Linked DNA regions of Mus musculus: all the other regions are linked to region 1. Evidence: chromatin contacts called from public promoter capture Hi-C data. All regions are on one chromosome and are shown on one strand. The core of a region is the stretch at or near the end of the contact, and the rest is flanking DNA. Distances in the headings are between cores, read along the strand shown. Region 1 overlaps Map4k4 (mitogen-activated protein kinase kinase kinase kinase 4). Region 2 overlaps Rnf149 (ring finger protein 149). Region 3 has its middle 23 kb from the start of Gm51620. Region 4 overlaps Rfx8 (regulatory factor X 8).

Region 1 (6,666 bases), core at 2,337-4,836:
GAGCGCACATGCACCATGAGCAGAAACAGGGCGACATTATGGTGACCCCCTACCAGGTGTGCAGTAGCAGCAAGGATTGTGAGGGTGAATTGAGATGAGTCTAACACTGTGATGGAGCTGGGCATGTGTAAGCCTAGAATTTGAGAGGCTGAGGCAGAAGGGCCAGGACTTTGAGGCTAGCCTGGGTCTCAAGAGGTCTTGTCTCAAAAAACCCAAAACCAATTAGCCAAAGAAACCTGTTGTGGAGGACATGGCATAAGGCAGTGTTGGGACCGTCTCTGTGGGCTAAGAGACCGACAGAGGCTCACGCTCTTCCTTCTTGGATGTGTTAATGTATCGTCCAAATTCCCACTGCCGTAAAAGAGGCCATCAGACCTTCCCTGTCAGTGGACATAGAGAAGTGTTAGATATTTTAAGGAGGGCTAGGTGAGGTCTAGGTAGAGATGATGCAACATGCATCCCTTAATTAGGCCTTGATGCTAGGAGAGGCTGCCCTTACTTACATCACCTGCTCTGCCCTTCTGTGGGCCAGGCCAGGCTTCCTCAAAGGTGGAGACAGGCTATCATGGTGTTCCGACTTCTAACACTCTATAGTGCGATTTTCCTTGGAACGTGTGTTACGTATTGCATATTTGCAAGGGCAAGGTGGCAATTTTGACTTGGTTAGAAACACTGAAGGAGAGCTGGAAAACAGGCCGTTCTCCTTAGCTTCTATCACCGTCAAGCCTAGGACTGGTTTTGTTTTTCTTAAAAAGGAAACATTAATTTTCCTAAAATTAAAAAAAGAAAAGAAAAAGGCAGAAATGAATCGAAAGCCGCGAGGTTTCTCCTCTGAGGGAAACTCTGGTTCCTGTGGGGCAGGCACACTGTCTGAAATGACAGACAGAGGATGCGTTAGCCGAATTAACTATTTGCAATAAAGAAAGATGCCACAATATAAGTCTTTGCAGAGCGTCTTGATCGACTCGTGGGTTTTGTAGATCTGTAATCTAAAGTGGTACTGTATCAGGCTCCTAAAGAGTCCCTACCCAGCAGCACATAGCTGTGTCCTCAAAAAGAAAAAACTCCCGTGCTGTTCCCCTCCCCCCACCACCCGACTTCTAGCCATGTCAAGGTTGCTGCCTTGATTTGGAAGTAGACACTGTAGAAAAGCTGGAGGGCTGAGGGGCTGTGTGGGAACTATTGGACCTGTCTGACACATGGCCAGGTCAGAGAGTGCACTCACTACACTGTGTCTTAAATGCACTCTCCCTTCTTGGGTTCAAGAAAAGCACAATTTTACTTTGTGATTGAGCTGCCAGAGTCATGTGACTGCTGTCAGAGTCATGTGATCGTGTTGGACCTAGTCATGGGAGCTACATGTTATTACTGACAGGGGGATAGACTTTCATATCCTGGGCTTATGTTTGCTTAAGTGATCCACATTGATGCATCTTGCCTGCTGTACTCCTTGATGCCTTGAAGTGTATATACCAGTGTATAGACTGTGTGTGTATAGACTGAAGTGTATAGACTGTGCCCTCTTTGACATGGGCACAGCAGTATAAAGCTTGTCCCAGTGTTGTTATTTAGAGTGTACTAGTTGTCACATAATGCCATTTTCCAGGACTGCTTTGTCCTTGTTATAATCTGAGTCCCTGAACAATTTCTGTGAGTAAATGCCGAGTTGTTCTTGGGTTTGATGTTATAAATGTACTCTTCCTGTCACAAGACAAGAGACTGGCTTTGGAATATGTGAAGATGTTCTTTCTGTTCTGCATTGTTGCAGAAGGGCCACTCTTAAAGTGGAGTCCTTAAAAGTAGTTACGTTTACGATAGCAGGGTGGTTCCTAGTTGCTTCAGAGAGTAGGGGTTAACCACACGCACCCTCCGCATCGGTGAGAAAGGAGAATGATAACACAGGGGTTTTATTTTTTTTTTTTGTTTTTTGTTTTTGTTTTACATACAGAGTGGTATGAATAAGCTACACAGTTTAGGTCCTAGATCAAAGATTACAGTTATGATGTCATTTTGCTTGTCCCTGAACCTTGAATACTTCCTCTTCTCAGGATAACAGTCTCCATACACCATACATTGACTTTTGGGGACATTCAATATAATTTGTGAAATCAAGTAGTAACTATTGGGGTCCACTAGGAAGATTCAGTTACCATTTATGGCATAAAGGAAATATCTAGAGGGCTTTCTAGTTTTGTTTTGTTTTTGGCCATTGAAGAAAAGGTTGAGGCTGATATATAGAAAAACAGATTACTTAAGTTGATTGGTGTCAGGGAAGATGGCTTCCTGGCTTGATTGCCAGCCCCTCCATATATCCAAGGGGATCTGAGGTCCTCACCTGGCTTTCATGGGCTCCTGAACACATGTAGTGTAAATAAGCTCACACGTACACACATGGACACATAAGTTTAACAAAAGTCTTTTGAGAAACTTGGAGATAGTTTGATAGTACATCAAACGTATCAGAAAAAGAATTGATATTTTATCCGAATTCATTCGATCTTCTGTCTTTGTTTTTATCAGCTCCGTTGTTCTATTATGAGCATGCACTTAAAAGCATGTTACCTTTTATTAGTAACAGAAAAGGCGCGGGGGAGGCTGGGTTAGAGACTTTAGCCACTTCCTCTGAGGAACCGTCGTGAGTGTCGGTACTGACCAGTCTTTGTTTTCTGTGTCTCCAGGGTCGACATGTTAAAACGGGTCAGCTGGCCGCCATCAAGGTTATGGACGTCACCGAGGTAAGGTTGGACCACACTTGTTGATGAAGACATCGTGACTTTCAAGTTCTTCCGGCCCTGGTACTTCTGCCCTCCTTGGCACATTTAGAGATAGTGATCACCTAAGCACATGGCTTTGCTCTGGTGTTGGCTCAAGGTCCAGCAGCAGGCCAGGCGACTTGAGTTGTTGAGATAGTCCTAAGTAACTAAGAATCTCATTTGCTTAATGCATTTTTGATTTAAACCACCAACCCGCAGCAACCCTCCTCCATCGGAGTGATGTCATCTTTGGCCACAAAATGGGCTGTAATTGGAAACATCTTCACTAATAGAAAGGAAAATGTTGGGGGAGGGATCATGGAGGTCACATGCGCAGTGATTAAAGGGAAAGCTCCCTTGGGGTATTAGACCACATCTGTGCCATTTCTTTTATTTTTTATATTGAGAAAAGAAAACATGGAGCCAAGTTCCCAGAGGCTGGAAGACAGCAACATCTGTTAGAATGTCGAGTAGATTGTTGCCATAATTTAATGACAAAAGATAGTTCTTTCAATAGTCAATGAGGATTTACTGTGCAGCTTCAGATGGGAACCGAGAACCGAGTCAAACAAAAAGTGAGCCCACACATGCACACCCACACACTCACACACATGCACACATGCACACCCACACACACACACCTGAACACACGCACACTGCGCACTCGGGACGTGCCTCTGTGAGTGCATCCTTCATCGGGTATGAGGAGCTAGAGCTGCCTCATTTTAAGCTATTTTAATGTTTCCTCTCTTGCACTTGCTGCCTTTGACTCAGTGTTGAATCAGATCCAGCCCCAAGTTGTAGAAAGAGCTCAGCAGCAGCCTGAGGAGCTTGCAGGGTCTTTACGTCACACCATCATTTCCCTAAACCCAGGGATTACTGAGGAAAGTGAGGGCTATATAAAGACCGTGTCTAAAAAGTAAGTTAGCCTTAAGCTTGGCTATTTATGAATCCAGAGTTTAGTTCCTTTCTGGGCTTCGTGCTTTCAGCCTGGGCTGTGTTCCCTGAGTAGCCGCTGTAGCCTCCTGGTGCCTTACTTCACGCCACAGATGGATTTCAAGTCTGACCCTCCTTCTCTAAGGCGGAGCCTGGTTATAAATGTGTAATATGCAGAAAGTGAAGCATACAGGAGAGTGCAATGAAAAATCAAGTCCTTCCCTTTTCTGACAGGAGCCCTTCAGTGTATTTCTCTTCAGTCCTGTCTCTATGAGACATGTATAAAGTACATGCTCACGTGGACATGTGCTACGTGCTCTGTGTTATTCTTGCTGTTCTCTGTGCTGGGGATTAATGAGGCCCTTGTGTACCCAAGCTAGAGTAGTGCTGTACTACTGTGCTACAAACCATAGTTTCTTGCTTGAAAAAGAAGGCAGCATTGGACAGGTGATTGACTATTTGTAGAGCTCCTTTAAAAGCAATTAATGGGAGCTCGTTTATTCCAGTAAAGTCAAAAGTGATGCTTAAAGACCAACGGACAATCAACCATCGAGTCTGTTAGCTCCTCAGTGATGTTTCTCACATTTTCTTCTCTCAGAATGACCTCTGCTGTGGCCTGGGGCTCGGAGAGGATCCAGAGGAAGTGTTGATTGTGAATAAAAGACCTTGGACTGCTTCAGCCTGCCCCAACATCAAGGCTTCTGGGCTTATGATGCTGGGGCCTGGGTGGCAGATAGGAGAGGTCTGCAGCTGAGCTGCAGATGTCAGCTCTGGGAGGGGAGGGCTCAAGGAGAGGGCTGTCTTGATGAGAGTCAGATTATCTGCTTTCCCTTTCGTCTCAGGGACACAGGTGCAGGAGCTAATTCCTGGGAAAGTCACAGACAGGCGTGTGCCTTATTAGCAAGGACTGGGTGTTGGTTAGCAGGCTCAGCGGGCAGGAACAGTGTGGGTGGGAAGGCCATGGTATGGTGATCTTGTTGGAAGCCTGAGTGAATCTAGCTCCATCACTAGCTGCAGTGAGTGAGGATGTGGGCCTACATCACTAGTGAGCTTGGTTATTTGAAGAACCTGGACATGACGCTATGGGAGGGACTAAGGGGTGTTCGAGGGAGGCATCTCTTCATAGATGTGTACACGATCCTGTCTGGGAGCTTGTAGTGTTGAGAAGAGTATTGCTATTTAATCAGGGCTTGTTGCCATTGGGCTGTTATCCCCTGCCTTGTAATGTAAGTTCTTAAGTTTCGTTTGTATATATGCAAGGGCTTATAGACATGAGGTACCCATTTGTATTTATGTAAGAGCTATATAGATGCGAGTTACCCATTTGTATTCAGGCAAGGGTATATATGTGAGGTATTCATTTGTGTGTATAAGAGCTGTATAGATGTGAGTTATCCATTTGTATTTACATAAGGGCTGTATAGATATGAGATTTCCATGTGTGTTTATGGAAGGGCTGTATAAATGTGAGAGATCCATTTGTATTTACACAAGGGTGTGTAGATGAGAGAGATCCATTTGTATTTACATAAGGGTGTGTAGATGTGAGTTATCTATTTGCTCTCAGCTGTTGCTCTACAAGCTTCTTCTGTTAGTTTAAAGGAGAATTAGCTAGACCAGCAGTTGTGATGTATTTTCGTCCAAGGTGTAGCACTTTCTCTGTAGGAAGATCAGCTGTTCCGTGTGCACGGAGGCAGCCTCAGCTCCTTACAGGTTTGCTTTGTCTTGTCGGTAGATTACTTAGTGCAGGCTTGGATGTGGCTGTGACGGTGCTGCCTGACGCTTTGTGTGGGTTGTTTGTTTTTTCCCTTCTTCATTCTGGATGCAGTGTGAACATGGACATTGACAATGCTGTCACTGGGCAGGAGAGGGGAAGTGGCATAAGCTGATCATTCTTCCCAGCCTGGTTGGAGGAGGATGAGCCAGGCAGACTTCAGTGTGATCATGCCCTTTCTGCTTAGGAATTTAAGTAGGTAATCTTTTAAAGTCGTCAGGGGATATTCATTAAAAGTTTGTCTCTATAAACTAATATATACTATTGAGGAGGACATGTCATTTGAGAGTGTCTGTCTGTCTGTCCATGTCTCCTCACCTCTGTGTGTGTGTGTGTATGAGAGAGAGAGAGAGAGAGAGAAAAGTGTACAAGTGCCCCAAAGGCCAGAAGAGCGAATCTCAAGTGCATAATGGTGGTGGACTTAATTTTCCTTTATGCAGAACCCCAGCTCTGCTCTCCCACTACTTAGAATGTGAGTGTAGGCATGGGATGGTAGGTGGTCCTTTTTCTGACAAATGTGTTCTGTGTCTTGTCTCCTGGGAGAGTTCCACTTTTAAAACAATTGTTCTGACTTGGCTACCCTCAGGAGGCTTCAGACAAACTCTTACCATATGTTTTGCAGAGTGCCAAGAGATGAGGCTCTCTGGAGAGGGATGACTGTTGTTAAGCGGGAGTGGCATTGCTTGTCTGCTGGCAGATGAGAGCAGCTGCAGTGTTCTGAGGGCCTCCTCCCAGACCTCGCTCCCAGGAAGTTCCTCTGCCTCCCTGTTATCTGTCTGCTTACTGTCAGTGCACCCATGACTATAGGAGGGGGACGAGGGAGGGAGAGGGAGAAGGAGAGAAGACTTGAGAACCCAGTGTCAAGTTAGTGAGCCATGGCTAGACTGAAGTGAAATGAGCATGTGGTGGGCTGCCCTGGTATAACTCATAGTGAGCAGGGTTTTTGTTACTTAGTTTCTAATTATCTAAAGCAGAACTCTTTTTGAGTGCCAAATAGGGTCATGAGTGGCTAAAGCAGTAGGCTTAAAGTAGCAAAACCTCAATTGTGAAAACGTCAGAACTTTTATTTTGTTTGCCTTTTTAAATTGGATCATGCTAATCCTGTAAAAGTATATTTTCCTTCCTTCCTTCCTTCCTTCCTTCCTTCCTTCCTTCCTTCCTTCCTTCCTTCCTTCTTCCCTCCCTCCCTCCCTCCCTCCCTCC
Region 2 (6,666 bases), core at 2,368-4,867, 410 kb before region 1:
TTTTAAACTCAACCAGCAAGAGAAATACAGAAATATCCTTTCATTTAGTAAGTATGACACACAGGCTTTCTAGTGTTATCTGAGCCAACATTCATCTGGTGACTGCCCTTAAAGGACCTCTCTGTTTACACATCTCAAGTGGGGTCACGCTCTTGAGGAAAGAAATTGAGTTTCTTTCTGGACTCAAATCACAGTAGTCTATACACCGTTTGACTCAAAAGGATCCCTAAAAGCAAAATTCCTTACTGTGTTGAATATGTTGCTTTGTAATATGGTTAGCCAGAGAACCGGTGAGATCAGGGCCCGGCTTTATGATCCTGGGAAATCCATTCCCTGGAGCCACCATATTCCTTTGCCTCTTTTTTCTAATATTGGTTTAAAACGTAAGTTCTAGGGGCTTGGGGGATGGTTAAGCTTGTAAAGTGCCTTCTACCTTAGCTTCATCTGCAGAACACTCATTAAAAAAGTTGGGTGTAATAATAGTGTGCTTATAATCCCAGCTCTAAGAAACGTGGAGAGGGATGGACCAGAGACTCCCAGCCAGTCAGCCTAGCTTTACGAGGCAAGTCCCAGGCTAGTAGGATTTTGTCTCAAACAAACAAACAAAAACCGTGTGTGTGTGTGTGTGTGTGTGTGTGTGTGTGTGTGTGTGTGTGTATAATGATGCCTTGAAGAATACATGCACGTTGCCCTTACACCTGCATACACACACGTAGCCCCCTCCCGACATATACAATAAAAATGAAAGTTCTAACCATTCTTGTAAGTTTTTCAAAACATGTTAAAAAACAATCTGATTCAATTTTAATCTTGCTATTTTGGAAGTCTTATTCAGGATAGCCAAATTCAAAATTAGAAGCATCAATTACTCTCAATTAAATTAATCTACAAATTATTTTATCTATAAATTTATCTATAGATTATTTTAATTCTAATAAAAATGTTGGTAGGACTTTCTTTTAATTGACAAATGTATATGGGTATTCTGCCTCTATGTATGTATGTAAGGATACAAAATGCACACCTCGTACCTGCACAGGCTAAAGAGGGTATCACACCCCAGGAACTAGACTTGCAGATGGCCATGAGCCATCATGTGAGTGCTAGTCATGGATCGCAGGCCCCCCGGAAGATCACCCAGAGCTCTTAACCACAGAGCAATCTCTATACCCTCTCTTTTGTTTAGACAGAAGGTTTTACTATGTAGCCCTGGCTAGTTTGGAACTCCCTATATAGATCAGGCTAGCCTCAAACTCAAAAGATTTTCCAGTCTCAGCCTCTAAAATGCCAGGATTAAAGTTATGCACTATCACACCAGGCTCAAAATAACTTCATAATTAATCTTTAAAGAATACCGAAGAGAGGGCCAGCAGGACGGTTCATGGCGTACAGGGTTCTTGCTACCAATCCTGATGACCTGAGTTTTATCCCTGGAACCTAAGGTAGGAGAGTACTGACTCCTCAGTTACCCTCTGACTTCTACATTTACATGACATACATGGGTACCCCAATAAATAAATGAGTGAATAAATTAATTATAAAGGGGCAGATATAGGGATGTAGCTCAGTTGGTAGAGGGCCTGCTGGCATGCACACAGCCCCAACTTTGATCCCAAGCACTGCATGAAACCAGTGTGGTAATGCATGCCTATAATCTCACACTTGGGAGGTGGGATCAGAGGATCAAAAGTTCAAGGTCATCTTCAGCTATCTAGGGAATTTGAGGCTAGCCTGGTATACATAAGACACAGTTTCAAAAAGGAATTTGGGGGAAAAAAGAAAAAGAAACCCTACAAATATTACCAAAACATAGGTCAGTAATTCTCTAATGAACCATAACCAACCAAGAAGAAAAAGACTTTCCTATTTAGCATGCCATAAAAGTCCCAAGATACTTTTATGTCAGAAGACAGAAAAGTACACAGAGGCTAAGAATACAGACGTTAGTCACTGGAATATGGCCAAATGCCAGTGTTTGTGATTAGCATTTCCCAACACAAAGAAATAAAGAAACTGAGGGAGAGGAGACAAAATATTTGACAAAGGTCTTGTATTTTCCATATTAAATTTAAATTAAAAAAGTTCTAAAAAAGGGCTGGAGGTACACCTTATCAGGCAAGTCCAAAGCCCTAGGCTCTACTTGGGCCCACTACAATTAAAAAACAAAAAGAAAGCATTACTATGACCTGGTGTTTGAATGAGAATGGCCCCACAGGCTCATGTGTTCCTTTACTTGGTCCCCTGCCTCTGGAAAGGAGGCCCAGTCCTTCTCCCTTCCTTCCTCTCATTGTGGATAAACTGTGAGCTCTCAGCTACTGCTCCAGGGCATGCCTGCCTGCTGCCACGCTCCCTACCATGAGGATCATGGACTCTTAAGCGCCAATAAATATTTCCTTTTAAGTTGCTTTGGTCATGGTGTTTTGTTATGGCATCAGAAAAGTTAACTAAGAATTAGTAAGAAAAAGCAGTTGAGCTGAGAAGCAGCTGCAAGAAGACCAGGACCTCACCACATGCTACACAATACGACGAGACTACAGAAACCACTGAAGACATAGACATGAATTGAGCAACTCAAAAGAAAATTTAAAAAACTTGGTCATAAAAATTTATCTACCAAGTGATCCAGAAAGAACTTCATACATTAAAAGAACAGTTTACCAAACAGCATTTGTGTGATATCCCCCATTCTTGAGAATGTATGCATCAAAAACTTGAAATGGTATCTCGAAGTGGGGGCCTGTGGTTTTTATGTACACGACAGTACTTTCCTGCCTTCCACTTTGTTCCATTCACTGGTAACATTGTGCGCTTATATCTGTAGCCACATACCTAGTAATGCTGTGTCCTCCCCTGCATCTTCTTTAAGACAGGGGCGGTGTGGCCCAGACTCGCTCGAGGAAGATGATGGAAGGTTGCTTTCACTCCTCTCCTCATCTTGGGATGTCACACTCAGATTCCCAACAGAAACCCTTCCTGGGGCAGCTTCTGGGGTGGGTAGCTCCTGCGTATCCTCAGGGTCCCCCTTGAGAGGCAGACAAAAGACAATGGCTTTCTCAGTGACATGACCAGTACGGGGTCATTTTGCTAGTAAATTCACTTGAGATATCTTTGGCTCTCTACAGGGAACGGGGTGGGAGGCACACCATCTCCTGTATCCAGTCAGAAAGACCTATTAAGTTTGTTTTGTTTTCCTCTAAAGAGTTTCCCTACTTGATGGAAGTTGTATCTCGCCCTTTAAATGATTTAAACAAAGAGGCTACTTCCTGAAACTGTCTTCTTGCGGAGTCTGTACAGCGTCACTGCTGCTCCCGCAGCCCCAGCAGCAGCCCTGGGCCATTTTACAGCATAGCACCAGGGTGTCAGAGACAAAGAGGCTCTAAATAGATGAAGGCTTCATTTATCTGTTTTAAAAATCTGTTCTGTGTCCTTTCTCCACTGTGGTTTGTCTCCAACTCCCCTCCCACCTCCTTCTCTTTGTTGCATTGAAGGAAGATAATGAAAGCATGGCCAGAGACTCCTTTAGTCATACTCCATTAAGCCCCAACACCAGTGGGTGGGTGTCTCAGACATTCTTTCTGGTTAACCTAAGAGCCACAGATGCACGTGGGTAGATGAAACTGCTGGGAAGTGACTAAGGGTTTGTAGGCTGTGAGCGTGGGTTCACAGGCACTCAGACATCTCTGCTCTGTCCTAGGAGCATTTTAAAACCACTCCCTCTTCCCTCACCAGTAACTAGACATCCTAGACACATCAAGCAAAATTCCTGTTGAAATGTTACAATACCAACTCCTGTTTAGCCTCATCCCAATCTGTTTCTCAACAAAGCTGCCAAACCTAGCTCTCCACCAAGCTCCACCCGAGTTCACATCCCCGTGCACACACCATCCACCTACTACGCACTGAGGTGACAGTCCCTCAGCAGTCCCACTAAAATACAGTCCTCCATTTCTCCATGTCTAGCAGGCAGCATAAACACTTTCTTTTCTGACCCAGATGGCATCTACCAAGTTCCCTTGCTGTGCTGTATCTCCGGATATGCACTGGCCCCGGTTGGCCTGAAAGTGAAATCCCCAAGAATCCTTGCTCTAGCAAAGGGACTATACCGTAATTATCTCTATACTATACCGTAATTATCTCCGAGCCAAGTTCAATTTAACATCTTAGACAGCATTTGTCTGATCAGTTTTTGCTCAATGAATGTAGTGGATATGGTTGCAAACCAAAGGACTGCGTTGAAGTCTTAAGAGTCACTGAGAACTCTACTGGTAATAGGGAAATGGGCCCTCCTCTAGAAACTGAGACACTAAAAGCAAGACACACCCCTAGTGCTGAAGTTATAATAGCTTCCTATCCTTCACAAAGTACGCCACATACGCACGCATTCTCTGTATTCTAGTAAGAAAAGAATTCAACCTCATATAAAATGAAGACTCATCTCTTATATATGAAATAAGTGGGCCTATACTCTCTGAACAAAATGTATGAGAATGCGAGTCTCTGCTTAGCTAAGAACAGAAATTGGTCTCACATAAATGTCAAGAGTGGAAAAGCTGGTTTAGAATCACTCAAAAAAGACAACTGAGCATAAGCTTACAGTGCATTTAAGGAAGGGAATTAGATTCTGTCAAGGAAACAATTCATCAAGCTCTGTGTTTTCTCATTTAAAATTCTGAACCATGAAGACTCAACCTCTTGTTGAACTGCAGCTTGTACATAGAGGGCATGAACCAGGCCCATGAGGGAGGTATGCTATCTCAGGCTAAAGGGACAGATAATGAAAAGCTGTCAATAAAGGAAGTTTAGGAGTTCTATAAGGAAGACACATTTCAGGACAAAGCAGGATGAGGCTGTAGTACAGCCGTCCTTGGATGAAACAGTTTCTCCCTGAAGGGCCACACCAAGCTAAAGGGCGACTGTCACACCTGCATCCCATGAAGCCAGCCCTGTTCCAGGCATAGCTCCTAGAGACACCATTATAGATGCATACATGGCTATAACAGTTTTAAGTTGTATACAATGTTCATCCAGTTTATGTGATAGGGAGATTGAGTCCAGGACTTTGGCGCAAGGCCTTCAAGCACCCTGAGCTGTATTCTCAGTCCTTCAAATATTGTTAGCTAAAATAAGTTATAATTTTATCAATAGTATTTTGAGGCATAATAGAGTACATGCAAGTCTAAAAAAAAAAAAAAAACTGTGGAGCCCATAAAAAGTGAGAGCAGATAATCAGAATCTATTGGGTATAGTATGTGTAAAATGTGTCTCTGAAGCCAGAAGATATAGGTGGCACCTCTATTTACTTCATACATTCTATGATTCAATTTACATAAAACCAAACATGCAAGCATCTGCACTCATGCACAAACCCATGCATGCATAAGCACACACACACACAGAGGATGCTACCATATGCAGAGCTATACTTCGGAATTACAGATTGGGGAAGATGTTCATAGGCTATATAGTATTCTGTCATAAACTCAGTTCACGGATTTATGTGGACTATTCTACATATTCATTTTAAATACTGAAAACTTCTTTAAGTAACAGTAAGGATATCAGAAGGAATATTTCATCTGTTCACCTTGCCTCTGGGTCAGTAATAAAAGTGAGATACTCAGGAAGAACTGGGGTAGAGATTGAATATAAACAAAAACGTAACAAACCCAATATCCCAGGGCTTTGATGACATCAAGTTTACACATTGGACACGTTCGGTGATCCAAAAGCCATGGGTCAATGCATATTCTATGAAAAATATGCCTAAAAAAATTAAGTATGTATTAATGTCTTAAAATAAATGTTTGCATATCTTATAAAGGAAATAACGCATTTTACCAACACACCCTGTATAAAGTGAGCCAACCACACATTAACATGAAGTCCACCTACTTGTCTAAGTTATTTTCCAGTCTATTTCCCACTTAAGATTTGGACTTAGTGATGCTTTTTTTTTTCTTTTAAAGTGAAAGCTCTTCATTAAACAAAAATATGGTAGATCTATTTCCACCACATACTAAATCGTGTGTGTGTGTGTGTGTGTGTGTGTGCGCGCGCGCGTGTGTGCGCGCATGTGTGTGTATGAGCGTTAGTCTATGGTTTTGAGATTAGGGTCTTGCTATGTTACCCAATTGGCCTCGAATGTGCTATGTGGTCCAGGATTGCCTTGAACTCAGACTCCTTGTACCTATGCTTCCCAAGTGCTGGGATTCTGTTAAGCGCTACAATGCCCAATCATTTTCATGTGCTTCAGTAGAATACTTATTCTAAACCATTTAGGCTAACAAAGCCCACAAATAAGGTACCAGTAATAAACTAATCCCAAGTTGATAATATCTTCTTCAAGTCTATAAAGTGACTCAAGTGGAAATATATATTAATCATCTGAGTGGCAGAAAAAATGGTTATTTCCATTTACACATTTTATAAGCCTACTCTTGAATAAACATCTGTGCTACCAGAAAGGCGCACGCACACACTTTCTTTCCTTGTTGGTTTATCTTGGTTTCCTGCCCCTCTTACATGTGTGAACTACAGGTTTTGAAACCAGACAGACAGAGCTCAAACCCCAGCTGTGTGACTAGACAGCATGACCACAAGGAGCTGTATGTCTCCTACTCTCTACACCTACACCATCAGCTGTTCAGTGTCTACATATACTACTCA
Region 3 (6,666 bases), core at 2,101-4,600, 350 kb before region 1:
GGCCAGAAGAGGACGTTGGATATTCTGGCGTGAGCTATCCAAAGCTAGTGCTAATTACATATACATATACATATACATATACATATACATATACATATACATATACATATACATACATTCCCAGCCTCTGAAATTAAGTGAGATACTGGTGGATTTTTGTTTGTTTCTGGTCATTTGAGACAGTCTTTCATTGCGCAGCTCATACTTGCCTCAATTTGCCATCCTCCTGCCTCGGCCTCCTGAAAGCTAGGACTACAGGCATATACTACCATGCGTGGCTTATGTGTGTTGTTTTAAGTAACTAATTTGGGCTGTGTGCATAAGTAATCTGTATCAGAGCAGCAGATAACTAAAGCAATGAAACCCAGTCTATTACCTAAGCAGAGAAGTTGGTACTTGTCATTGTGGGGCATCCCCAAACTTTAGATGGTTGCAATTAAATCAACATATTACCTCACTAAAGAATGTCTCGTGAGCATGCAAGAGTGCCAGGAATGTTAGCTCCATCGGTGACATGGTGACACGGTGACATGGTGGCATTTAGTTGTCACGGTCTCCTGAGGAGGAATAGACCACCCAGTCTGGATTCTGGGTCACTTGACTGCATTCCCTGTTGGGAAATAAAGACTTTGTTCCATTTGTCTGTTTTGAATTTAGGTAAACACCTCTTCTAGACTTCCCCCTCCTCTCCTCCTCCTCCTCCTCTTCCTCCTCCTCCATCTTTTCCTCTTAAGACAGGGTCTCACTATGTAGCCCAGGCTTGTCTTAAACTCAGAGAGATCCACCTGCTCTGCTTCCCCATTGCTGGGATTAAAGGCACCACTGCCCAGCCATTCACTCTGCTCTTTAAGATCCGTGGGTGTGCTCATCACAGCTGTGTGGCTCCTTAACTCCTCTGGGGACTAGGGAGCAGGGTGGATTTGCCCTGACTATGATATTGGACTTGTGGGGGTCACTGTGTTGACTTAGTAAAATGCCACAGGGCACTTTAAATCAGGAGAGCATGGATCAGTGGAACTACTGGGCAGGCTACCAGAAACAGGTTAGGATGTTCCTTGGGGAAAAGAGGCTTATGGGTAAAAATTAAACCAAGTTAGGTTCGATGCCCTAAAGGCAGTGGCTCTCAACTTTCCAAATGCCGTGACCCCTGTGTCGTAGTGACTCCTCGAGCATAACATTATTCCATTTCTACTTCCTAACAGTAATTTTGCTACCTTTATGAATTGTAATATTAATATTTTTGGAAATAGAGGTTTGCCAAAGGGGTCTCGAGCCCCTTGAGGAAGGCTGAGAACCACTGCCTTAAGGTAAAGAGGCCTCCTGTGAGAGTCTAACCTACAGGTTAGATGCAGGGCTGTGCCTGGGACTGGGAAGCAGGGTGGCTGTTAGTATTGCGATGGAGCTGCACCTGTGTGGGAAAACTTCCGATCAAAGACTCAGAACCCCCCAGGCATAGGTGAAGCCTTTCTTGCCAAGCTGGTTCAAAAGTTTCTGATGTGTTAGGATGTGAGGAGAAAGTCTCTCTCCCACCCACTCCAGAAAGCCTAAAAGGCTCCATAGGGCTTTTGTCTGACCTTGGACAGCTGCACAGTGACCTTGAGGGGCTTACAGTTTTCAGTTTCTCTCACAGCTGGCGCTGTCTGTTGCTTATATCCTGGCCTGATTCATAAGACTCTTACTCTGAGGTAATTATTACTTTTTCAATAAAAGCATCTGGACAGAGATATTCTTTATAAGCGATATCCACCAGAATATACTTGCAGAATATAGGACACTATAGGACAAGCAGTAACAATGATTAATATGTCCCAAGACAAACAAACCCCACGAAACATTCAAGATAAATACATGATCTTTTCCAAGTATTTATGGAAAGATGACTTTTGCACAAGATAGATCTAAATCTAGAGGGCTTGGAGAGACGGTGCAGAGGTTAAGGGCCCACAGGACTCTGCAGCAGATGGAATTCTGGTCCTAGCAGCCTTTGGGGGCAGTTCACAACTGCTTGTAATTCCAGCTCCAGGGGATCTGGTGCCCGATTCTGGCCTCTGTGGGTGCTGCACTCACATGTACAACACTACATTTAGACACACACACACACACAACTTCAAAATAAATTCTAAAATAAAAAGATCTAGATGATGTTACTTTTAGTTTAAAGATCTTGACTGCCTCATTTGTGTTTCTGGAATCCGATGGCTCTTAGTTCTATCAGATGCAGTAAGTTTTCCTGGAACCAAGTACTGAAGGCTTACTTTATAGACAGTAAAATGATGAAGAAAATAGAAACAAGAAGGGGCTTTGCGGGCTCACGCTATTCCTCTTGGAAGGCTGCGACAGGAGGATGGACCAAGAGGATGAGATTAGGTTACCTCTGGTTTCTTTGTGTGAGTGTGAGCCCCTTGGCAGAGGCAGAAGGAAGTTAAGAATCACAACTGAAACAGGTTTGGGAAATTTGAGCATTAACCTTTTCTCCTGGTTTCTCAGAAAAATGGAGAAAAACTCCCTTTTGCCTTACTGAAGGGAAGTGTGGCCAGTGCGCTGGCCTTGCGCGCACTGGCCTTGCCTGTTTGTGGCAGTCACTGCGGTCTCTCTGCTAGGCCCTCGAGAGAAATGCTCTGACCCCCGTGGCAATGGCTACAGAGAAAAGTCCACACTGTTGGAAATAGATGTGTCTGGGGCCGGTACTTTCGGGAGCCGGTGCAAGCTGCGTAGCCTCTCTAGGTGTCTGAAAACATCTGGTGCTGATACGGCTCAAGGCCAAACAACCCAAAAGCCTCGGGCGGGCGAGCTGAGCAACTCCAGGACAGGTAGGTTAACACAAAGGCAGCATCTTCTGCAGGAAGTTAGGACCCAGTGAGCTCTTGATAAGAAGAGCATTTACAAGCTTGAAGACTGCAGGGGAAGGAAGCAGATGTAATCTCCCACTACAGAAGTTCCCTTTTCTGCCCTATAAAACTCCAACCCGCCCCACCCCCCACCCCCACTCCTAAGCACATTCCCCAGGAGTGGCTTCTGCCCTTGGCTGTTCTGATTAAAGGAAAACCTGCTTCTGTAGGGTCTGGTCTCCAATGTTCTCTAGCCTGGAGCGATTCTAACAATCAGCCAACTGATCTAACTCTAGCCTCCGGCTCACACAAGGCCTGAGTAAGCACACTTGGGAAAGGCTTCTCTGTTCTGCCCTCCTCATCTTTTACAAGTAGCTGTTCCTACAGCCTGTATCTGGATCCTGGACCCTGGCGGGGGCTTCAGTAGCTGCGCTGAGGATATTGAAGAAGTAAGAGAGGAGGGCAACCCCAGGAGCGGAGGAGTAAGACCCACCTCCATCCTTATTGGACTTCCCCAAAGCATGGGGGAAGGAAAGAAGTTGAGTCAAGATGGGGTTTAATGTTTGCTTCAAGGACAAGCGACTGTAAATAAAGTTCCACTGCTCAGTCACCAGGGGGCGCACTAAATCTTTGCCTCCTACAAAATTCCCAAGTTTGGAAACTGTAAGTTTGTTAGAAACTCCCAAAGGTCCCACCGCTTATCTAGAAATGTCCAGGAGATGAAGAAACCACCGTGAGACATGGAGCAGGTAAGGACGATCAGAGCAAGAAGTGAAACCATTCATCCTCAGATACCTCGGTTCTTGCCAGGGGGATCCGACAGTAGACAAAGGGCTTCTGTGGGATGTGAAAAAACGAGGGACGTCGAGGCACAGCCAGCACTATAGCCCCCCTACGGTGAGCCAAGCAGGCTTGGGGATAATCTCGTTCTAGTGGGGAGAAACTGAGGTAGAAACGAACCCCTCGTGCTTGAAAGTTGGTGAAGCAATGAAATGAAGTCAATTCTGTCTCCAAACCAATTTTAAGTTCTAGTATGGGGGAAGACACTACAGACCAGTGTTGGTGTCCCAGTGAGCTGAGAGGAGGAGGAGGAGGAGGAGCAGGAGGAGCAGGAGGAGGAGCGAAGCACAAACAAGAAGCAAGAAGCTAAATGGTGTTCCCGGCTTGTAGAGTCAGGGTAACTAACACCAATGACCAAAAAAAAAAAAAAAAAAAAAAAAAAAAAAAAAAAATGGCTGTTGCATGCCCGGTTATTTCTGTCACCGTATCCCATCCATTGAAACTAGTCTCTCTCTCTGATCTCTCCTCTGCTTGGTTACGTTTGTGCAGCTGTGATGGAAAGCAGAGAGCCAGACAGGAGTGAGGGGCAGCAATGACCTCGTAGGCCACCTCTATCAATTGGGACTTTTGCAGCTAGGCCCCACCCCAAACATTTCCCTACCTCTGTAAACTCCATCAATGGCTGGGGACCAGTGTTCAGACCACGCAGCAAGCCTGTGGGAGACTTGTTCTTTAAAACCAGAACATCCCTTAAGTCCAATTCCTCACAAGATTGCATTAGTCCCCTGGTTTCAGCATAATGGTTTTACACTCTAGCAATTGTGACTCCATCTTAAATTTTACCCTGGTCTTTTGGGGCTCAGTGTAGAAGCTCAGTCCAAAACAATAGCCCCCAGAAATTCCTATTTCTTTAAAAATTAATATTCCTGGGCCAGGGGATGTAGCTAGGTTGGTAGAATATTTATGTTGCATGCATGGAGCCCTGAAGGGTTCAGACACTGGCAGGACACAAACCTGGATGTGGTTGATCATGCCTGTAATCTCATGTTGAGGAGGAAGGATGCTCACAAGTGGAAGGATCAGATATTCAAAGTGATCTTCTGCCCAGTGAGTTCAAGGCCACTCGCAGGGACAGCCAGATGTCTCCTATAAGTCCCTTAACCATCCTTTTAGCTACTGTAGCTGTTCCCACCTGACTTTTGCTTTGCCTACACACAGAGCCATTCCGCAGGAAGAGAAAGCGTGGCTGCTGTCTAAGTAATCCCTTGAGGGCATGCCCAGTCAAATATGTGGACTTTAAAAATGTGGACTCCAGGTTTACAATGGGAGCCAGTCCTTGGGATGGATACATACACAGAGAGTCAGCACAGAGATAAATATAGGAATTGTCCAAGGATGGAGTGTGTTATGTGGTTAGCCTGGCAACGGCAGATGCTGAGGATGCTGGCTGAATTGGTGGACCTTGATATCCACAGGCCTACTTTGTGGGCAGGGTCACTGGCTTGCTGTCCACTGTAGACCTCTTCTGCTTCTCTAACCCTTCTGAATAGGCGTGGTGGGCAAGTAGCTGCTTGGGCTTTATGGCTAGAAGGAGGAAGAGTCTGGGCTCACAGTTAGAGGGAGATCAGTTCTGGAGATAGCCTGCTCCAAGGTGTGGGCAAGGGACTGAGGACTGAGGTGGGGGTGTAGCATTTCCCAACCTTGCTGCATGAAGACCCACATCCCACTCTGGGGTGAGCTGGCATTGTTAGCCTAAGGAGAGATATTGGTCCATCCGTGAAAGCCTCAGTCTCCCATGATGGAGCATTCTCATGGGTGCTCCACATTCTTGTATGACCTTTGATGTCTTCTTTTCGCGTATAAAGCAGGACTTTTTCTTAGTCCTGGTCTGTAGGAATAACAGCTGTATTTAAAACTTACTGTTTTTAATATAGCTGTTATGCTACACCCCTACCTCAGTCCCTTGCCCACACCTTGGAGCAGGCTATCTCCAGAAATGATCTCCCTCTAACTGTGAGCCCAGACTTTTCCTCCTTCTATATTATGCCAGGCAGTGGTGGCACATGCCTTTAATCCCAGCACTTGGGAGGCAGAGGCAGGCGGATTTCTGAGTTCGAGGCCAGCCTGGTCTACAGAGTGAGTTTCAGGACAGTCAGGGGGTACACAGAGAAACCCTGTCTAGAAAAACCAAAAGCCAAACAAAAGGAAACAAACTAGCAAATGCAGGGCCTGGGCAGTTGGCTCAGTCTGCAGAGTTCTAGCACACAAACCTGAGGACCTGGGTTCCTGTAAGCCCAGTACTGGGAGAACAGATTCAGGCAGAATGCTGAGCTCAGCAACCAGCCCAGCCAACTTAGTAAGCACCAGGGTTAGTGAGAGACCTCGTCTTAAAAACAAAGTGGAGGGAGCTGGGGTAATGGCTCAGCCAGTATAAATGCCTGTTAGGTACATATATGTCCTGATTTCAAATCCCAGCACCCATGTAAAAATCCAGGCCTGGCCACATCAGCACCACACACCTGTAACCCCATTCTGTGGAAGGACAAGATAGGAGGGTCACTTAGCTGCCAGTTAAGCTGTGGTTCAGAGAGACCCTGTTGCAGGGGAATAAGGTAAAGAGTAATGAATGGGACACATGATGTTCTCCTTTGATCTCTCTCTGTGTGTATATACACACATATACACATGCACACATACACACATGCACACATACAGACACATACACACTCACACATACATACACACACACTCCTACACATATACATATATACACACACACATACCATACACATACATATATACACATACACACACACATATACTCACACACACATACACACATACATATACACAAACACACACTCACATACACACACAAACACACACAAATACACAAACACACACTCTTAAAAGATTAAGGTGGGAAGCACTTAAGGAGAATGCCTAACATTGACTTCAGGCCTATAAATGTACACACATGGCATGTATGCACACCTGTATGCATATGTGCATACACAAATGTGTACATATGCAAACATATCTATATATAGTGTAGGCA
Region 4 (6,666 bases), core at 1,159-3,658, 280 kb before region 1:
GTTCTGGGTTAGTATGTACTAGGGGGTGCTGCTCTGGGCTGGCATATGTATTGGGATATGCTGATCTGGACTGGTATGTTTATGGGGTATGTTCTGTGCTGTTGTGTATTGCGGTGTTGTGTATTGTGCTGTTGTGTATTGTGCTGTTGTGTATTGTGCTGTTGTGTATTGTGCTGTTGTGTATTGGAGGTGCTGTTCTGGGCTGGTGTGTATTGGGGTATGCTGTTCTGGGCTGGTATATATTGGAGGTGCTGTTCTGGGCTAGTGTGTATTGGGGGTGCTATTCTGTGTTGGTGTATATTGGGGGTGTTGTTCTCACCTGAGTACTGGCATTTGTTTCTGGAAGGGATGCCCAGGGGAGTCAAGGGTCCACCCACCTTATACAGCTGCATGTCATAGCATCCTAAGAGCTGGCGCACGTCGGGCAGAGACATGAGCATGACTGTGTCTTGCTGCCGAGATTTCCAGAAGGATGTGATTAAATCCTCCACCTAATGTGACAGAACATATCATCAGCAACCCAGGCTGTGCCTTGTGGGCCTCAGCCCTTCATAGTCAGTGACCCCACAGGCCATGGCAAGGCCTCACACCAGCGCATGCAAAGTTATGATATCAGCTTCACAGGCTGTGTTTGGAAACTACTCTTCTTACTTGGTGGGCGCTGGTGTTTTGCCTGCACTTATGTTTGTATGAGATGTCAGATCTCCTGGAACTGGAGTTATAGACAGTGGTGAGCCACCATGTGGGTGCTTGGAATTGAACCTGAGTCTTCTGGAAGAGTAGTCACCACTCTTAACCTCTGGACCATCTCTCCAGAGGAAACACCTCTTTTTAGCAACCATAGCAGATCACTCTGCCTTGGCCCTCCACTAGGAAACCTACTTCCTTGAGGGTGTTTCCTACAGGGAAAGCTGTTTCTGGCCACCAGAGGGCCCTGGTTGATTACCATAAGATGAAGGCTACAGGGGCTTTATCAAGGGTTGAGAAGAAAAGCTTACTGACTGACTGGCTGGCTGACTGATCACTTTGCTCTTTTTCCAGCTTAAAAAAAAAAAAAAAGAAAAAAGTAAGAGTATTGCTCCTCGTGCCTAACTCCTCAGCACCAATTGTGAAGCCACATGAGCCCCTCTCAGAGATCAAGTAGGGGACACATCAAGGGGCCAAAAGTCAGGTTCCTTCTTTTTCTGTTTTATTTGCCTGTTTCCAGATTCCAATTTTTGAATTAGATTGGCAGCTGCCAGCTGATAAAGACCACCCACCTCCTTTAAAGGTTTATTATTAATTCTGTATGTGCTCGCGTGTGTGCATGCCTACAGAGTCAGAAGAAGGCCTCAGAGCCCCCAGAGCAGGAGTTACAGCTGTGAGCCACCGTGCTGGTGCTGGGAAGTGGACTCAGGTCTTCCACAAAAGCAGCTAGTGCTCTTAACCACTGAGCCATTTCTCTAGCATAAGGCTCCTGTCCTGTGGGATTTCCATGGGCAGGGACATTCTAAGGTATCCAGGAACCCCAGGCCAGAAGTGATTCCTGGCCAGGTAGTGAGAGCCACCAGGAGGACCATGACTTGGGATCTGTGTCAGGAACACTGACAGACTTGTCCAAGTAGATTCAGGAAAGCTGTCCACTCATAGCCTGGTTGGCTACCCATGTTCCAAGCTCCCTGCTCCTGCTCATTAGTGAGTAAGAAACACAAGTGTTTCTCCAGTGTGTTCCCTCTACCTGATCCTGTGACTGCCTGGACTGAACTGCCTTGCATTACAGAAGGCCATCGAGGTAGAGGCCTGATGACTGGATGCTCATGACTCCATAAGAAGGCGAGACAGACAGATGGACAGACGCACATGCACACGCACACGAGCTCCTGTGTTGCTCTAGGCTGCCAACAAGAAAGCTATCATCCTTAGACCTTCAACCTTTAAAACTGTGACCCAAAATAAACTTTTCTCTTTATAAAGAAGCCCTCCCTAGGCATTTTGTTTATAATAATTGTTATAGTTTGAATCTAGAGTGTTTCCCCATGGCCCACTGCTTAAAGGTGTGGTCCTTGGCTGGTGTGCTAATCGGAGGTGGTGGCACATTTGGGAGTTAGGCCTAGTAGGCAGCATCCCGGCCACTGGGGCTGTGAGCTTTCAGAGGATGGTGAGACCTCCGGCTCTTCCTCTTTCTCAGTGTCTCGCCCAGGAGGAACAGGCTGTTCTGATGCTTGCTCCCTGCCTCTTCACAGATGCAAACTGGAGGGCAGTGCCAAGAAGACATGGGCCAAAATTCCCCAGACCATAAATTAAAGCCAGTATCCCTGCGTTTTAAGTTTCTTATCTCGGGTATTCTGTGGGAGTTAACAGTTGCTGACACACATCAGTCGAGAAGGGGTGACTAACGGACAGGGGCAGGACTCGTCAGCCTTACTGTGTAACGTTGTTCCCCTCATTACCAAATTACACATTCCTCAAGCCTTGTGGAAAATGACTTCCTAGTCCCAGAAACAGAGCTGTCACGGGACATGATTTAAGCAAGTATCTGCTGAGTGGAAGGAAGCTGTGAGAGGCTTGGCATCACGATGCTGCAGAGACAGAGAGGGGCACACTGGTGTCTCCCACTCTGCCATGCTTCACTCCGGCTCCACGGCGCGTGTGCTCACGCTGAGAGCCTTGCCGCTCAAAGCTGAAATGCTTAGATACCGGAAGCATCAGGAAAGCTCCCATTTGAATGTGCTCTTGCTTCTCTGGATTCTTATCTCATACATAGAGGAGTAAAGTCCAGGCAGTCGGATGGCTCAGTGTGTCCTGCCAAGCATGGGTTCTTGAGTTCCATCCCTGATTCCCACAGGCTGGCAGGACAGAGCTGAGTCCTGAACACTGTCCTCTGACCGCACGCGAGTCAGGCTCACAATAGGCTAGATAAACTCTAATTTAAAAATGTGTTTCCCACATTCAGTTTACACCCCTCCTTGTGTAATGGGGAGACCTCAGAGCGTCACCCTATAGGTAGGTGGTCACTATAGGTAGGTGGTCACTATAGGTACGTGGTCACTATAGGTAGGTGGTCACTATAGGTAGGTGGTGTGTCACTGAGCAGTCACCAGTTCTACAATAAAATCCGCAACACCCATCCGTGCCGGATCGATCACCTGCCTCAGAGTCCCTTTCCTTTGCCATGGCATGTCTTGATATGATGTGGCAGGCATTACTGGGGAAGAGGTCGGTATTACTACCTACACTCTACTCAGGCAGAGCTGAATCTGCTCTTCAAGCATCGTGACACCCATATCAGAACCTCTGAGAATTTCCAAATGACTAAGCCGAGACAAGACCACTTTCCAGAACTCACCGGTGACCAGACCAGCTGGATGAGCTGTTTGATGCAATGGGCTAGCTCTTGCTGTCCCTGGAGGGGTCCTATCAAGTTAAGTGGTTGACAGCCGGTCATAAGTGCCTGTATTTCATAGATAAAAGCCTACCTTCTCCAGTTCTTGGTTCCTCACATTCTGTAAAATGTCTCGACAGTAGTTGCAGTATTCATCAGCAAGAAAGACCACCTAGGAAGGCAATGAGTGTTAGCTCCTCTGTTGGGCCTTCACAAACAATCAGCCTGAGAGACCCAGGGGATCGGTTCTCTAGGGACAATCTTGTCACAGCTCTGGCGTGACAGTGACAGTAGCCAGGCTTTTCACCCGGCCTGTGCTGTGTGCATGGAGTCAGCACAACCTCCTGACAGCTCATGGCACTTCCGGTTTTCGGTGGTCACTCACACACTGCCAGGGTCAGTTCTAGCACTCTAACTTTTGAGGGTGTGTAATATTTTTTTTGTATGTGTTTTGTGTGTATGTGTACTTGTATGTCTGTGAACATGTACATGCATGTGCAGAGGCCAGAGGCAGACATCTAGTGTCTTCATCTATAATGTTCCACCCTTAAAGTCTTTAAAGGATTTTTGTATGTATTTATCCATGCATGTGGGTGTACATGGGAACATGCATGGCACAGCACATGTATAAGGTCACATTCATGAATGTGGATATATATGGGAACATGCATGGCACAGCACATATGTGAGGTCATAGTTATGGGTGTGAGCATATATGGGAACATGCATGACACAGCACATGTGTGAGGTCATATTCATGGGTGTGGGCATATATGGGAACATGCATGGCACAGCACATGTGTGAGGTCACATTCACGCATGTGGGTATATATGGGAACATGCATGACACAGCACATATGTGAGGTAGAGGAGGCTCTCTCCTGCTGTGTGAGTCCTAGGGATTGAACCTAGGCTGTCAGGCTTGGTGGTAAGCCTGCTGAGCCATCTTGTGGACTTCCTCTTTTTGAGGATTGGTGATGATGGTGGTGGTGGTGGTGGTGGTGGTGGTGGTGGTGGTGGTGGTATTGGTGGTAGTGTGTGTGTGTGTTATGCCTGTGTGTGCTTACATAGGCCCAAAGAGGACACTAAGTGTCCCCTCTATCACTTTCACCTCATTCCTTGAGACAGGGTAGCACTGAACCTGGGACCACTGTGGCTAGGCTAGCTGGCAAGTGATCAGCGATCCACTGTGGCGCTGAGACTTTAGACCTGTACCTCTGTGCTCAACTTTGCCTGGCTGATGGGTTCTGAGTTCTGACCCTCAAGCTGGCGAAGCACCTGCTTGTGATTGCACCAGTGTTCCAAAGGCCCCGACGGCTGACACCCGGGTTCCTGAACGCTGCCACCCGAGTTCCTAGAGGAGCCAGGGGTCTGCTTCCCTTTTCTAGTCCCTTCTTTCATGGGGAAGCCCTCACTTCAGAGGAGGAAAGACAGCAGTCCCAGGGGGCCTGGCACCAGTTCTGAGGGAAGACATCCATTTTCAGGCCCTGGAGGAATGCTGGCCCTCCTGGGTCTGAGAGTAAGGAGGCGGTTCCCCGGGGCAATGACCACACCACAGGAGGAATAAGAGGGCACTGATGTGAGACCCACACCCCTCGGGGCACAGACCTACCAGCTTACAGGAGTACTTGTTTGCCAGCTCTTGTTCCCAGACCGGACATCTTCTGAATGGAGACACAGGTGAGCCCATCGGGTCCTTCTTTATTGGTGAATGATTTTCACACTGCAAGTCATTTATACCATGATTGTTTCTTTAAAATAAAATGCATCCCCTGGCATATAAATGAAGTTGCAGTCACAGGTTACTCAAAGTTACCACAGTCTTGAATGTGGTGTTGTTTCTGCAACTTCCCCTCATATTTTGTTACAATGTTAATGGCTCCTATAATACTGTTCACTACAGCTGGGCGTGGTGGCGCATGCCTTTAATCCCAGCACTCCGGAGGCAGAGGCAAGCGATTTCTGAGTTCAAGGCCAGCCTGGTCTACAGAGTGAGTTCCAGGACAGCCAGGGCTACACAGAGAAACCTTGTCTCGAGAAAACAAACAAACAAACCAAAAATACTGTTTTGTAAAAAGTTAAAAAAAAAAAGGGAGGGCTTTAGGCTTTAATATGTTGCCCAAACATATCACTCTCGGTGGTGGTGGTGGAAAGTTCTGAGTTACAGTCAAGAGCTAAAAGAATCATCATGCGCAATACAAATATCATCTATGAGCAGCCTGATGTTGCTATGTATTTTTAGAACCTTCGTCTGTTGAATCGTTGCTCCCTGAAATAAAATTGAGTCCTGTCCTGTCAGGAACCCTGGGCTGACAGGAAAATGCAGGTTACTGACTTCATTTCTGAATGACAAATTTCAGACTAAAAAAACCCAAAAAAACAAAAAAACAAAAACAAAACAAAACAAAAAAACCCGGAAGGGTAAAGGGTCTCGGGCCCTCCTCACAGTGCTGACTGGCAGAAGAGGGACCCACTAGGGCCAGAGCACACAATTCTACTTGAAATGATTTCTCCGGGACTTCTGAAAGATTTCCTTGGAATTCTTTCAGTGGGCTGCCATGAGTCCCACTGATGGCACTTTGATGCAAAGTCAGCCACAAAGAACTGAGACTTTTTAATCTCTCTCCTTTTACCATCTGCTCACTTCTGCTGTGGAATTCTGGCAGCTTCAGGGTCAGCATTTCACACCCCAGCCGTGGCTTCCTCAGTTCCTATGTGCACCTGGCTGAGTTTGGCTACTTGCTGGTCTCTCAGGGTTTTGGCTCTTGGGGGTCAGCAGCTTCTTTGAACTCGCAGGCACCCTTCCTCAGGGCAGATGGCTGTGCTCAGCCATCATCCCGAAGTGAGCCACACACAGTAGTGAACACCTCCTGGGGGGTTGCTCTCTCTTTGTGATACCCCTGGTCATTACCGAGACCTACCCTGAGGACTAGAGAGTTGGGGATACTGCCCAGCAGCCATTGCTCCTGAACTCTGAGCACCTGACCCTGAACTTGGCGAAATGCGTCCTGTGAGTTCCGTGTTTCCAGTGTGCTGCATCCACACCCCTCCTGGAGGACTCTGTGACACACATGGGGCAGGAGTGTTGAGGGTGATGCTCAAGGCTTCCTTCCATGTCCTGCCTGTTCTTCCCACCCCCCTCACTGTCCACTGTTGTCTGGTCTGTGGGGGGTGCTGAGGTACTCGACCATCCGTTCCAGCCCTGAGCAGCTTCTCACGGTGACAGCCCAGTTAGGCCACCTGCCCTAAAGTCCAGACTGACCTGGATATTTCTGCTCTCTGGCTGCTGCTGCTGCTGCTGCTGC

The links. Capture Hi-C pulls out chosen DNA fragments and counts their contacts.
Region 2: a promoter capture Hi-C map of adipose tissue shows a contact between it and region 1. The contact joins two enhancer-like sites. A contact is called at or near these places in 6 of 39 promoter capture datasets (the C10 cell line, embryonic stem cells, hematopoietic stem and progenitor cells and 2 more), 4 of 484 Hi-C or Micro-C datasets (bone marrow-derived macrophages, embryonic stem cells, palatal mesenchyme and 1 more), 4 of 115 datasets of contacts at active chromatin or transcription factors (bone marrow-derived dendritic cells, cardiomyocytes, large pre-B cells and 1 more) and 2 of 9 other capture datasets (adipose tissue and embryonic stem cells).
Region 3: a contact with region 1 is called in a promoter capture Hi-C map of adipose tissue. The contact joins two enhancer-like sites. A contact is called at or near these places in 1 of 15 datasets of contacts at CTCF or cohesin (the NIH/3T3 cell line), 11 of 484 Hi-C or Micro-C datasets (the C2C12 cell line, the HL-1 cell line, Sertoli cells and 8 more), 4 of 115 datasets of contacts at active chromatin or transcription factors (astrocytes, embryonic fibroblasts, microglia and 1 more) and 3 of 9 other capture datasets (adipose tissue, embryonic stem cells and liver).
Region 4: a contact with region 1 is called in a promoter capture Hi-C map of adipose tissue. The contact joins two enhancer-like sites. A contact is called at or near these places in 2 of 39 promoter capture datasets (the 3T3-L1 cell line and the C10 cell line), 5 of 15 datasets of contacts at CTCF or cohesin (CD8 T cells, the NIH/3T3 cell line, large pre-B cells and 2 more), 80 of 484 Hi-C or Micro-C datasets (the 4T1 cell line, the AML12 cell line, B cells and 52 more), 9 of 115 datasets of contacts at active chromatin or transcription factors (the HPC-7 cell line, Th17 cells, bone marrow-derived dendritic cells and 6 more) and 5 of 9 other capture datasets (adipose tissue, bone marrow-derived macrophages, embryonic stem cells and 2 more).

What each region holds. Positions count from the first base shown.
Region 1 is chr1:39,959,500-39,966,165 of GRCm38.p6, forward strand. It overlaps Map4k4 (mitogen-activated protein kinase kinase kinase kinase 4), which reads left to right. Exons shown (of 32, transcript NM_001252200.1): 3 at 2,679-2,735. Among named protein-coding and RNA genes, the nearest start is that of Map4k4, 62 kb to the left of the region's middle. Within about 2 kb of position 3,587, at least 40 of the 459 cell types and tissues checked have an H3K27ac peak or open chromatin away from gene starts, as enhancers often do. A contact at or near this core is called in adipose tissue and microglia, where this site is marked.
Region 2 is chr1:39,552,649-39,559,314 of GRCm38.p6, forward strand. It overlaps Rnf149 (ring finger protein 149), which reads right to left. Exons shown (of 7, transcript NM_001033135.3): 5 at 5,667-5,763; 6 at 2,830-3,022. Among named protein-coding and RNA genes, the nearest start is that of Snord89, 7.1 kb to the left of the region's middle. Within about 2 kb of position 3,618, at least 101 of the 459 cell types and tissues checked have an H3K27ac peak or open chromatin away from gene starts, as enhancers often do. A contact at or near this core is called in adipose tissue, where this site is marked.
Region 3 is chr1:39,611,666-39,618,331 of GRCm38.p6, forward strand. No RefSeq gene overlaps it. Among named protein-coding and RNA genes, the nearest start is that of Gm51620, 23 kb to the left of the region's middle. Within about 2 kb of position 3,351, at least 88 of the 459 cell types and tissues checked have an H3K27ac peak or open chromatin away from gene starts, as enhancers often do. A contact at or near this core is called in adipose tissue and microglia, where this site is marked.
Region 4 is chr1:39,685,118-39,691,783 of GRCm38.p6, forward strand. It overlaps Rfx8 (regulatory factor X 8), which reads right to left. Exons shown (of 15, transcript NM_001145660.1): 6 at 4,974-5,084; 7 at 3,456-3,533; 8 at 378-491. Among named protein-coding and RNA genes, the nearest start is that of Rfx8, 33 kb to the right of the region's middle. Within about 2 kb of position 2,409, at least 39 of the 459 cell types and tissues checked have an H3K27ac peak or open chromatin away from gene starts, as enhancers often do. A contact at or near this core is called in adipose tissue, where this site is marked.